Linked DNA regions of Mus musculus: region 1 is linked to region 2. Evidence: chromatin contacts called from public HiChIP or PLAC-seq data. All regions are on one chromosome and are shown on one strand. Each heading gives the region's core, a stretch centred on a gene start, on an enhancer-like site or on the middle of the called end of the contact. The rest is flanking DNA. Distances are from core to core; before and after follow the strand shown.

The links. HiChIP or PLAC-seq counts read pairs in DNA pulled down with a chosen protein or histone mark.
Region 1: a contact with region 2 is called in an H3K27ac HiChIP or PLAC-seq map of extraembryonic endoderm stem cells, with 3 times the contacts expected there. The contact joins the promoter of Anapc16 here to the promoter of Oit3 in region 2.

What each region holds. Positions count from the first base shown.
Region 1 is chr10:59,999,577-60,005,513 of GRCm38.p6, forward strand. It overlaps Anapc16 (anaphase promoting complex subunit 16), which reads right to left and starts at 3,559. Exons shown (of 4, transcript NM_025514.3): 1 at 3,380-3,559. Ascc1 (activating signal cointegrator 1 complex subunit 1) reads left to right here and starts at 3,229. Exons shown (of 11, transcript NM_026937.3): 1 at 3,229-3,331; 2 at 5,219-5,351. The coding sequence starts at 5,243.
Region 2 is chr10:59,439,606-59,446,492 of GRCm38.p6, forward strand. It overlaps Oit3 (oncoprotein induced transcript 3), which reads right to left and starts at 2,174. Exons shown (of 9, transcript NM_010959.2): 1 at 2,018-2,174. The coding sequence starts at 2,078. Gm36318 (a long non-coding RNA gene) reads left to right here and starts at 2,148. Exons shown (of 3, transcript XR_380461.2): 1 at 2,148-2,235; 2 at 2,495-2,575; 3 at 3,650-4,280.

The DNA of each region.
Region 1 (5,937 bases), core at 2,309-4,808, 560 kb after region 2:
GTGTAGCTCTGGCTGTCCCAGAACTTGCTATGTAGTTTGGGCTGGTGTAAAACTCAGAGACCCATGGGCCTCTCAGTGATGGTATACAAGGCACGGTCAGCATGCCCAGCTCATTAATAACACTCTCAATTTGTCCTTAGGTTACTTTCAGAATTTTATGTATATCCATCAGGGAAAGCAACTCTTCATGTGCAACTTATAACTGCTCCTTTGTGGCACAGCGGCTCAAACTATAGCCTGGTAAACTTTTAATTGTTCCTTAAAAGAGACTTGAGTACTGATGGCGGGGTCCCTGGTTGGGATTCCAGGGAAGCAGACAGCGCACTCACTTGGCTGCTCCCTGGAGAGCAGCTCTGGTCTTACCTCCTCCCAGTTCAGGGCAGGACCCACTGAGAACTATTTTTCTCAACTAAGATTTTAAACTCTGATCTTTTCAGCTTCCACCTTGATGATGTTCTATTTAGTTGCTTCTGCTTTGTGTTTTGTATTTTGAGATCAGCTGCTCCACAGAGCACCCAAGCGACTGCCAGTCAGCTTCAAAGGCTAGCCACAGTGACTATTCTAAGCTGAAACTCATCAAAGGACTTCCCTTTCATCTTACTTTCTTCCCAATTCTCAGAACTATAGCTCCATGCAGGAAACAGTTGGAGTGGAAAAACAGTGCCGAATCAGAATCAGCGCAAGGTTAACTTTCAATAAGCCGTTTTCTGCTGAGATGGAGAGACACCTGTAGGATGTCTGGCTCTAATGCTTTGCTTAAGGTTTATTTGGGTTTCTTTTCTTTCAGGTGCTGGAGATGAAAGCCAGGGCCCTGTTAAGAGCATGTTCCACTCTGAGCTACACCTCAGTTTCTAGTTTTGGATGCCACCATTAAAGGGTAAAGAGAACAACAAACCCTAGCCTGTAGCTGCTGAGCTTGGGGACTGACTGATCCCTGTAACTCTAAGTAGCCTCTCACTTAGGTATGTTCATAGAATGCTTACACAGTCCATGGGAACCCCTGACTTCCTAAAGGTCACCTAAGTTTTGAAGCAATGGCTTGTTGAGGTGCTGCTGTGCCTGAGGGCAAGGTAGCCCAGTGGTTAGGGACTGACTGTGGGGGGCTGACGAGCTGGCTCAGAGGTGAAGGGTGCTTGTGGCTCTTGAAGAAGACTGGAGGTAGGGTCCCAGCACTCAGTGTTTGGTGGCTCACATCCACCTACAACTCTAGCTCTGAGGGGTATGCTGCCCATTTCTGACCTCCTTGGTCAACCCCTCCCCCCCCCCCCCAACACACACACGTAAAAATAAGTAAATCTTTTTTTGTTTGTTTTCGAGACAGGGTTTCTCTGTATATCCCTGGCTGTCCTGGAACTCACTCTGTAGACCAAGCTGGCCTCGACTCAAGAAATCCGCCTGCCTCTGCCTCCCAAGTGCTGGGATTAAAGGCTAAAGGCGTGCACCACCACTGCCCGCCTACATTAAGTAAATCTTCAAACAAGCACTGATGGTAAAGAAGTGCCTGCCTAGGTGTGTACCCTGGCTTTGCTGCCTGCTGCGAGACTGGACAAATCAGTTGCCTTTTCTGTCCCTTAGATGCCTCACCTGTAAGCTGGAGTCAGTAACAGTGGAGCCTACCCCGAGGAAGAGTTATGAGGGTTAAATAAGTACAGCCGAGACAAGCAAATCAGCCCGGCCTGGCCCGCAATCCCAGATCCCGCTGGCTTGGCTTACCGAGTGTTGGAATTACAGGTGTGCACTGGCACATACACTTTTCCCTATGCACAATCCAGCTTTTCACTTACGTGTAAAGCTCCCGGGAGGGAAGGGTCTGCTCGGGAGGCAGGCAGTGTGATGTTACGCACTTCACACATCCTAGCGCTGGGCTACACTCTCAGTCAGCACATTCACCTCATGATCTTATAAAGAATCTTGCAGTGGGGCTGGGGAGAGCTACATGGAGTAAGTGTTTTCACTGGAGGGGTTGGGGAGCCCTTCAAGTCACTTACAAGCCTCACAGGTGTGGTAGCTGCCTGTAAACCCAGCCCTTGGGAGGCAGAAGATAAGCGATTCCCCATAGCAATGTTGTTAGCTAGGTTATGGGGAATGGGAATGTTCTGGGTTCAGGGAAGCTATGAAAGGCTAAGGAGGAAGACAGCAGACACCAGCTTCAAGCCTGGGCCTGGGGATGTATTGTGAGGTGGCTAGAGTGTTTGCTTACCCAAGTGTGAGGCACTGAAAAGGATCCCATGTCGTTGGAAGGAGAAAACAAACTACCTTTGTACCCTGGAGGCATCTTATAAAAACCCTTGTCACAGTGGCTCCTGGATGAATGATTTATAAATACGAGGTCAGCCGGGCGGAGGTGGCCCACGCCTTTAATCCCAGCACTTGGGAGGCAGAGACAGGCAGATTTCTGAGTTCGAGGCCAGCCTGGTCTACAGCGTGAGTTCCAGTACAGCCAGGGCTGTACAGAGAAACCCTGTCTCGAAAAACCAAAAAAAACCAAACCAAACCAAAAAAACCAAAAAAAAAAAAAAAAAAAAAAACCCCACAAAACCAACCAACCAACCAAAACAAACAAACAAACAAACCGAGGACAAAAGCAATCAGCTCAGTAGAGGCTGCAGGGGACCGAGACAGTTCCAGTCATGACTCTTTCTGCATGGAGTATTCAACCCTGTCGCTCAGGAGACTACCATCCTCATAACGAGGCACTCAGTGAACTTTTGTTGAATGATGATTATCTGGAACTTGGCCCTATCAGGGAAGCTGTGGCTGCTGCCAAGCAGAGGAAACGCTCCTAAGAAGCGGAATGATAGTTTGTGGGGCACAATATGGCTGGCGTGGTTAAATACTTACTTTGTGTACGACAGGGACGACCTCGCACTCATAAACTTTCCGCTTATAGTCTTAAAACAAAACAAAACAAAAAAAGAGATCCTCCTTTAAAATAAAGCCCAGAACAAACCAGATGCTTATGTCGATCGGGATCCAAGTGAGGTGGCTAATTATGACACCCGTTGGGTTCTACTAACAAAAATCACTAGGTGTCCCACCTAGACAGACGGATCACCACCCGCAGCACCTAGCTGCGGTAGCTCTTTCTAGGTGGGATGAAGAAGCTCGCGGGAGAGGGGAGGAGCCAGCACCCTAATCCTGGCTACTCCAACTCCACCCAGGTACGCTTCCTACCCAACAACTCGGGGAGGAAGGGAAGGCTTGCGGCCGGCCCACGGCGCAGGCGCCAACCCGCCCCACGCATGCTCAGTCGGATGACGCTGCCTTTGCATACGGCCGGCGCGGGCGAGCCTCCAGGGTCTCTTCCTACGCTCCCAGTTAGTCCTGGCAGGTAGGAGCGTAGGGGGGAATCAGGTCTGGAAGGTTCTCGGCCACTTACCTCAGCAGCTTGTGCACTTTGACTGACAGCCCCGCCCCTTGGACGAAGCCGTGCGGCCTCGCTCGCCACGACGTAGACGGCGGCGTGCGCGCGCCCGCCTGAGCTGTGGGAGTTTGATGGCGGTGCTGCGCCTGTCCCTGCGGCGGTGAGGGCTAGAGGGCGGTGCTAGCGCGCATGCGTGGAGGGGGCGGAGCCCGGCTGGGCCAGACCGAGCTTTCCGAGAACACTTCCGGGTCGCTGTGGCTGCCCCGCCCCCTTCCCCGCCCCAGTCCCCCGCAGTTTTGGTTTTCTTGCGTTGGTGCTGTCTGCTCCGCCTCTCTAGCGTAGGATGTTCAGCGTTTGCTTTTTATGTGAGAATTGCACGAAAGCATATCCACTTTTCCCTCTTCAAACACCCATGACCCAGGGCTAGTCCGCTCTCCTCCTTCTGCGCAGTCTCTGCCTGGAGCTGCTCAGGAAAGGTACCACTGTGGCTTCGTGCTCAGTGCTCACACTTTGTAAAGGCTCCTTTTCGACAGAACGTGGTTTTTGAAGTGGGAAGGGATGCTAAAGGAGTAGCACACCAGGGTGGCGCGGCACAAGACTGTTAATAATTGCATCCCCCTGCCAACGTTGATTTTCTGTTTTCTCAAAGCACGAACCCTCTTCTTGCGTCCTGCAGGTGGCTGCGGATTAGCGACTTGACTGAGGGTTGGGTCAAGCATTCATTTGGAAGGGATTGTTAGGCCTTCTTTGGTGGAACTTGTTAAGTACGTGAACTTGTAGCCGCAGCCATCTGGGATGGGAACATGGGGTAGTTTATCAGGAGCCTTTAATTCCGAATTATTGATTCAAGCGTGAAGCCGTTTGTTGTGTTCTGGAGGCAGTGGCCTCGGGAAACTGTTCCTTCTCAGTACTGTGTTGGTCCGAGAACTGTGTTAGTAAGTCATATTTTAATTGTACTGTGATAGGGAAATAAATCTGATTGGAAGGTATTTATTTCTAGCATCTTTAAAACGGCTTACCTCTCTTCCGCGGGTATTGTACCGATGGTTCCTCAATGCGTTATCAAACTGGATACGATAAAATATCATACTGGATAGGGTGAATGAAGCACTCTGCTCATACTTAGGTGGCTAGCAAGACCTCACCCCCTATAGGTTAATCAGACACCTATACAAGAACTTACACTGGTGAGCTCATGGAAAGCGACACTATTTTTGCTTAGGATGTGCTGTGAACTGCCCAGTTGAGGCCTACATAATGGAGTTTTTAATTTAAATTTCTTATTACATTTATTTATTTACGAATGTAGTCTGTGCATATGTTACCTGCCTACACAGCAGAATTTTTTTTTGTTTTTTTGTTTTTTGTTTGTTTTTTGTTTTTGTTGTTTTTTGGTTTTTTTGAGACAGGGTTTCTCTGTATAGCCCTGGTTGTCCTGGAACTCACTCTGCAGACCAGGCTGGCCTCGAACTCAGAAATCCACCTGCCTCTGCCTCCAGAGTGCTGGGATTAAAGGCGTGCGCCACCACGCCCGGCTAGCAGAATTTTTTAAATTTAAAATTTTATTACATTTATTTATTTAGTCTATGCTACTTGCCTACATAATGGAGTTTCTTTTAACTTAATTTTTTATTACATTTGTTTGTTTATTTCCATATTTTGTCTGTGCGTTTGCTACCTGGCTGCATGTGTAGTCCAGAGGACAACCTGCAGGAGTCAACTTTTTCCTTCTGCCGTGTGGGTCATCGGCCTTGGGAGCAAGTGCCTTTACCTGTTGAGCCATCTTAGTGACCTAAGTATTCATTGTTTAATTAAAAAAAAAAAAATTAAACAAAAGGGCACTTTCTTTTTCAGGACTTTCCTGGAACGTCATTTGTCATGGATGTTCTACGCCCACAGATTGTAACGTTCGATGGACGGAATTATAGAAAGAATCCCATCCAGGAGAAACAGTACCAACATGAAGAAGACGAGGATTTCTATCCTGGTAATCCTGGGGGGTCTCTTAGGTCCCACAAGAGGGAAAATGTTCTTTGTACTGTAAGGGTAATTCTTTGCTTTGTTGCTGCTCAGTGGGTCTAATAAAGCTGACCTCAGATGAGGTGTTCCTGGCTGCAGTTCGTGTGTCAAGATAGATTTCATCCTGGACAGAGGCCTCAGTGCCACGTAGAGTAACTTTTCATTATTTTTATTATTATTAAAAATTATTTATTTTATGTGAGGACATTGTAGCTGTCTACAGACACACCAGAAGAGGACATCAGATCCCTTTACAGATGGTTGTGAGCCACCATGTGGTTGCTGGGAATTGAACTCAGGACCTCTGGTAGAGCATGCAGTGCTCTTAACTGCTGACCTATCTCTCCAGCCCTCATTATTATTTTTTAAATATGTGTGTGTGTACATGTGATCACGGGTGCCCAAGGAAGCCTAAAGGGGTGTTAATTGGATCTCCTGGAACTGGACTCACAGGTGCTTCTGAGCCACTCAGTTGCAGAGTGCTGGGATCAGAACTCAGGTCACCTGCAAGACCAATAAGGGCTCTTAGCTGCTGCGCCCCCCTGTGGAGTACT
Region 2 (6,887 bases), core at 924-3,423:
TCTGCAGCTTGGCAAGAGCAGGCAGGAAATAACTTGACGGTCTGGGGCAAAAAGTGTTCAGGACATTGTGCTTTCTGGAAATGACATTTGTAGGATTGTAAATTCTTGCTTGTGCCACCTTCTCTTCAAGTTTTGCGAGTTCCTTCCAAAGTCTTTAAAATGCCTCCGAGCTGCCCCAGCAGAGTGCCAGCTGACAATTCAGTGCTCCCTGAAGAGATGTCCTCAAATTCCCTCCCTTCTCCTAGGGGGAAGTCTCCTCCACCCCTCTGGCTATGGCTCTCCAGCCAAGCAGGGCTTCCAGAACAATTTCACAGATGATTATAACTTCATAGAAATATTTCACTCATCTCCCTGTCTCTAATTTTACAAGAAATGTTAGACTCTCAACCTTTCATGGCATTGACAACAACTCCCGTAATGACTATTCCATGATTTCTAAAGTTTTCCTTAAAGTTAAATGTCATTTCTTAGACTGTTGGAAAGTTCAGTTGCCCTCCTGTTGTAGAGGAACAGTGGCGTGAAGAAGAGATTGACCCTATATGAGATGTCACACAAACACAGTTGCTGGATATTTGCTAACATTACATTCTTCCACACTCTTTTAAAATTCCCATTTGGTGTCAAATCGTCTTTTTGCTCTCAGTGTGGAGCCAAGAATGTGGCATTATAGAAACTGATCCTAGTTAGCTCAGACAGTCCTCAGCGACTTGAAAGAGAACAACCCTGTATGTTTCTCTCAAAGTCCCCCTCCCTGCTAGAAAGCTCAGCGGCTCAGCAGAACACTTAGGAGCTTGGATCTTATACAAAGACCAACCACGGGGCCTGAGCAGACGTATTTGTGTCCCTATCTTGTTATCCTGGAGGCTGGTGTACCTCGAAGGCCCTGTACACTGTCCAAGTCACAGTTTTTTCAGCCCTTGTGCCTTTGCTGTGTCTAGAAGCTCCCTGTCCTGTCCCCTGCTTCTCCCTGTTCACCTCTTCTTTCCTGGGTTCCAAGCACTGAGAAGCACCATTGATTATTATTACCTCAAGCCTGTGGTCATTCACATTGTTTTAGTTTCTATCTACAATGTCCCCTGTCCCAGGATCCCATCCAGGATATTGTAATACGCATATCTCCTCAGGGTTCAATCAGTTGTTGTTGTTGTTGCTTGGTTTCTGTTTTTCAAGACAGGGTTTCTCTGTGTAGCCCTGGCTGTCCTGTCCTAGAACTCACTCTGTAGACCAGGCTGGCCTCAAACTCACAGAGATCTACCTGCCTCTGCCTCCTGAGTGCTGGGATTAAAGGTTGTGCCACTATTGCCTGGATTCAAACTTTGTGTGTGTGTGTCTATACACACATATGTAAATTATATATATATTTAAAGGTGTCAGTGTGGCCCAAGTTACTGCAGAGAAACCAATCTAAGCCAGTCATACACTGAGCTACACAGAAACACCCAGAAGGATCCTCGTTGGCAAGTTTTATGCCAAGCCTGAGAAGTTGCTTGGTCTGTGCAAAAAGTCACTCATATTTTTAAAGGTCAAATTTAATACCTGCTTTATCCAGGTCTGCCCCTTTCATGGGGACAGAACATTTGCTCCCTTTTACTCATTAAGGAAAAAGCTCTACTCTCATTTCTAAAGGAAAGAAAATATCGTTTCCATTCTTAAAGTTGGAACTCTAACGTCCTTACCCTAGAAAGAGATCTAATTTCTTTTCACACATACTCCCAGAACCCCTTAGCTCATAGGAAGGTTGTAGAGAAAAAAGGTCCTTGGAAGTCCTAGCCACTCAGGCAGGAAGCTAAAGGAACACGAAACAAAAATTCTCTGGGTGGGTATATATATCCATGTAGGTTGAATGACTGTTTTTGTTTTGTCTTTTTTTTGTTTTTGTTTTGTTTTTGTTTTTGTTTGTTTTACACAACCATAGGGCTGTATTTAAGGCCCTGTCATCTGGTTCTTAACATTTGGTACCCAAAAGCAAACAGCAACACAAAAGTACATTGTGCCAAATTCTTGACACGGGACTTACCCGCAGGTGACACCAAGGTGACTGTGGTGGAGAGGCAGGTGAGCAGCAGGGACAGAGGCATCGTTCTGATCCAGCTGCCAGGAGTGGATAGAAGATTCCCGGTGTAACAACAGTTCTCCGTTGTTCTCTCAAGCACTTAGGGGAGAATATCCCTCTGGACTCTTAGGAAGAATATCTGTATCCGCGCTGGCTGGGACCTCGTGGGACAGCGGAAGACGGTGAGTGGGATAACGCTCTGGCCTTGACTCCAGATAGAGGCCTTGCTCCTCACCTTCCCCAGCAGTATTTTACTGATACGGGTCTTTAGAGGAAACAAAAAACAAAAAAACCCTCTCCATGCCTCATCCTCCTATTGTGTGTGTGTCCCCCCTCCACCCCCCAAGAACTGCCTGTAACGGAGCCTTCGGTATCTTATCCAGAAGGGAACTCTCACTTAGGGACATCCCCTCACGTCAAATCTTGTTTTGTGACTTCTAGGAACTGACTTCCTGATGTGGCAGCCATGGCATTGTGCAGCCTCCTTCAGCCAGAGCGAGTCAAGCCACACCGTGGAACTGGGTACTGGAGAAATGTCTCAGTCTGATGGTCCAGGAGATAACAAGAACACACACACATACACACAGAGAAACACACAGAAATACACACACACACACACACACACACACACACACACACACAGAGACACACATAGACACAGACACACATACACAGACACGCAGAAAAACACATACCCAGACACACACACATGCACACAGGCATACACACACACACACACACACACACACACACACACACACACACACACACACACACAGGAGATAGGGAGGGGCCTGGGAGGGGCTGGTATTCTCTTGAAGAAGTTCCTAGATTTTCCTTATTCTGGTCTCCAGTCTCAGAGTTTCTGAAGGGACAAACCTTCACTCGGGCATTACCAACCCAGCAGTGATGCCTGGTGTTTCCGTGCTGGGTTTCTTTTCCATGGGGTATTGGGGGTTATTTATTTATCCAGTTCTCACACTAAAATGATAGCAGGAACTTCCCAAAATTTGGAACTACCCATTAATTAACAAAATCCCAGACCAAAGAGGAGGACCATGGGGACCAGCTCACTAGACGTCACCAGGCCTGGGTGTAGTAACTTCAGACATGGGGGTCAAAGGTCTCTGGCTGTGGGCACCCAGAACCAGAAATTATGGTAAAAAGGCAATGGAATGGGGTCAATCAGCAGGGTGGGCTAAACATATGTCAAGATCTATTTTAAATAGGTCTGAGGGAAATACATTCTCTCACCCAATCCAACTTTTAGAGCCTCAAATCAGAGCTTATCCCCACGTCCCTTCTGTCCCTTCCATACCTGAGTTTGTTCTCTGAGTAACCACATCTCTAGCAACTGGGACAAGAAGCATGTTTGGGGAAGGCAGCCCTTACATTAAAAAAAAAAAAAGGTCTTAAGCACTTTTCCCAAATGATTGTGGCTTCTTTCTTCTAAGGGCTCCATTTCCAGAAACTATTAGTCCTTATTACTAGATTGTTAATTTCTAGATTGTGACGGTAAACAGAAGTGGGATCTGCAGGAGCTACAGGTGAACAAGGAGTCGCACGGATCTAACTTTGTTTCTTTCTCCCCGTTAGGACCCAGGCAGCTTGACCACTAGGGTCTTAAGTTGTAGTTTGACAGCAGTGATGGATGACGTGGGACTCCATAGCTGGGCAATGCTGCTGTTGCTTTTAACAACAACAAAAAAAAACAAGCCTCACTGTTTCCTGTCCCTGAGAAGACATTCCAGTGCTTTATATGTGTTTGAAAAAACAAAGGACGTGTGCCTGAGATAAACCCAGGCTTGTGGCCAAGATTGATTGCTGGAGTCAAGGACTTGCACCAGATAGCCCTTTGGTTCTATAAACAAGAATCCCGGGGATGCCAGGATACCCCTCCCCCACTCTTGTCGGGTTTTTTCCCTTTTAGTTGACCTGCCTTTAAAAATATACAGGACAGAAGAAGGAGGGTGAACACCCAGCTGCGAAGCCCACTGACATCTTCTTGATTTTTTTATTTTATTTTGTTCACATTCCACGGTACATCCCTAAGAGGTGGTCTCTCTTATTTATGTCACCACGAGGCTGTTATTACAGTTATGGAAAGCAGGAATAATTCTTCGGCATTTGATGTCCTATCTGTGTTTAGCTTTTCCAATAGTTTCAAACGTTCATTTGTATTGCTAGTTTGAATCAGGATTGAGCAAGACTTTTACTGTAGACTGCATTTTGAGGTGTCACTTAAACGTCTACATCATCCTGCCTCTTTTATACTATTGGCCAGTCATCTAATCAGCCACTTATAGAGTGTTCTGTGTTTCAGATTTGGTTAATTGCTTCTTTATTGTATCATTTAGTGCCCTCTCCCCCATTGTTAGTGTTAGCACTTGTTTGTATTTTCAAGTCTCCTAAAGTATGTGTCCTTAGGATTTAAGCCCCCAAATACCCTGGTGACAGGGAAGAAACTTACCATACATAGGGCAATACAGTCAGGGAGGAAAGGAAACCAGCTTGCTGCTCTAGAGAGACCTCAGAACCATACTGGGACAGCCTTCAACATATAAATGGTACCTGATTTGGGGGAGTGGGCAAGATTGTCCAAGGGAAGTGTGCCCCAGGTTAGATAGAGCATGGTGGGAAGTTAACACTTAATATGTGGTCACTGGCAGGAGACTGCAAAGAAGACTAGGAAACTGTGGCCTTGAAGAGGGAAGTCCAAGACACAGGAGCAGAGATGTTTGAAGGAGAGGGCCGTGTTTAGCATGGGCCACGCTTATAAAGCATATGCAAATGACATGCAAATGCGAACATATAAAGCAGGTAACTTAACATTCAGTATGATCCCAAGGAATTGACTCCAAAGGTGCTTTATGGAAGGCATACATGGTATGTGACTTATTAGGGGAAAGAAAAGGAAAGATGGTTGGTGTTGGGAAAAAAAATCAGTGACATTTATGTCACTTTCCTGTAAGGAAGAGGGGGCAAGAAGTGTGTGAGAGCCAGAAGACAGGGTGACAGGCTTCAAAATGCCATTTAGACTTGAAACAATTCCAATCGTGAACTTAACAACCATGGTTACCGTCACTGACCTGCACAAGGCTGGCCCTGTCAACAATCTGTCACGGGTGGGGGAGGGGCTCATGAGACCCTATCCCTTGCTGCTGAACTATTGGCTGCTGATAGATTCTGGGAGAGGGGACGTCACCGACATCACCAGGCTCTCTTGGGCGGCTCTGTGGTCACGCAGATGGCCCTTGTTTAAACTACTCAGTGGGTCATTAAATAAGATGCATAGACATGAATGAAGAAAGAGACAAACAGTTATAGCTGGGACGTGTCACTGGAGTTAAAGGCCTACCTGGGATCTAGCCTCCTCTCTTCCTGTTCTTTCTCCAGAGCAATGGCTCCTCTGGACCACCATCTCAACAGAATGCGCGCACAGAGGTAGAAGAACGTTCAGTTCCACAACCTTCTGGGAGGTGCAGATCCTCTCTGAGGACCCTCTGCTGGCCTCAGCAAGTCCCCTCAGCCAAACTGCATTGCCACACCCAGTGACAGATCGGCACTGCTCAGTCTGTCTTTAGTGAAAATTCGCAGCTTTAAATACAACAACTATCCCTAACATAAAAATCTCCCTGCAAACTATCATTTATACTTCTGTGAATTTGATTAGATATTTCACACAAGTGGAACCATAATGATTTTAATGACTTTTTTCCATTTAGCATGTGATCGTCACAGTTCATCCATGTTCTAGCATGTCAGAACTTCTGTCTTTCACGGTCACATCCAGCCATCTGTTGCCACTCTATCTGTAGAAGCGCGCTGAGGGACACTTGGCATTTTTTTCTGCCCTTTGGCTGAACTGAATAACGCAGTCATCTGAATCCTCAGGTTCTTTCTGACACATACCTAGAAGTGGAATTGCTGAGTCTTATGGCCGTTCTGTTTACCTTTGCTTTCAACTGGTATCTACTACTTAGTGGATACTTTGTGAAGCACCGTGTAACACTGGTATCTACTACTTAGTGGATACTTTGTGAAGTAACAGAGCTCATCCATTGTCTCCATCATTTCCCATGAACCTCTACCGAGGTAGATGTTACACCCACATCTTACAGACAGCACAGGCATTTGCAGAAACAGCACAGGCATTTGCAGAAAGAACAACTGCTCGCCCTTTTCGAGAGGAGAAGCCCAACCACAGTTTGCCCTTCATCTGCCTCAGATCCCCCAGGCAAAGTTGAACAGAATGTTGCACACAGTCAATGGTGAAACAGTTTCACCCTTCCCTACTTTACACTCCTCTTACCTCAGAGGTATCCCACGAGGCTCTGTAAGCTGCAGGGAAGGACAATGGCTCTGCAGGCTCTTTACCAGAGGGGCCAGACACCATGTTGTTGTTGTTGTGTTGGTGTTGTTGTCAGATGCACCCTTTGACAATGTGGTTCCCCATGGTAATTTCCTATTTAGTGATCATTATAAATTTGATTCAGTTTCTGAAATAGTGAATATTTACTTTGGTTTATCTTAGAGCAGCTTTCTGGAGTACCAGGTAATCAAGGCAGAATGACATAGAAGTGATTTTGTTTTCTTCCCTATACATTAAAGGGCGAGGACACCAGTTTCAGTGCAGCTTTATACTGGCTATAGAGGCCACTTGACCTCTTGGTGGCTCTGAAAACTTGGGAATATCTATTCATGTTTGGGAAGAATTAGTGATATACAGGCTCTAGCAAGAAAGTTTGCTTTGATATTGTTATTTCTATAAAATCTACTTTGATTTATTTTTGTTGTGTCTGGGTTTTTGTTGTTGTTGTTTGTTTAGGTTTAC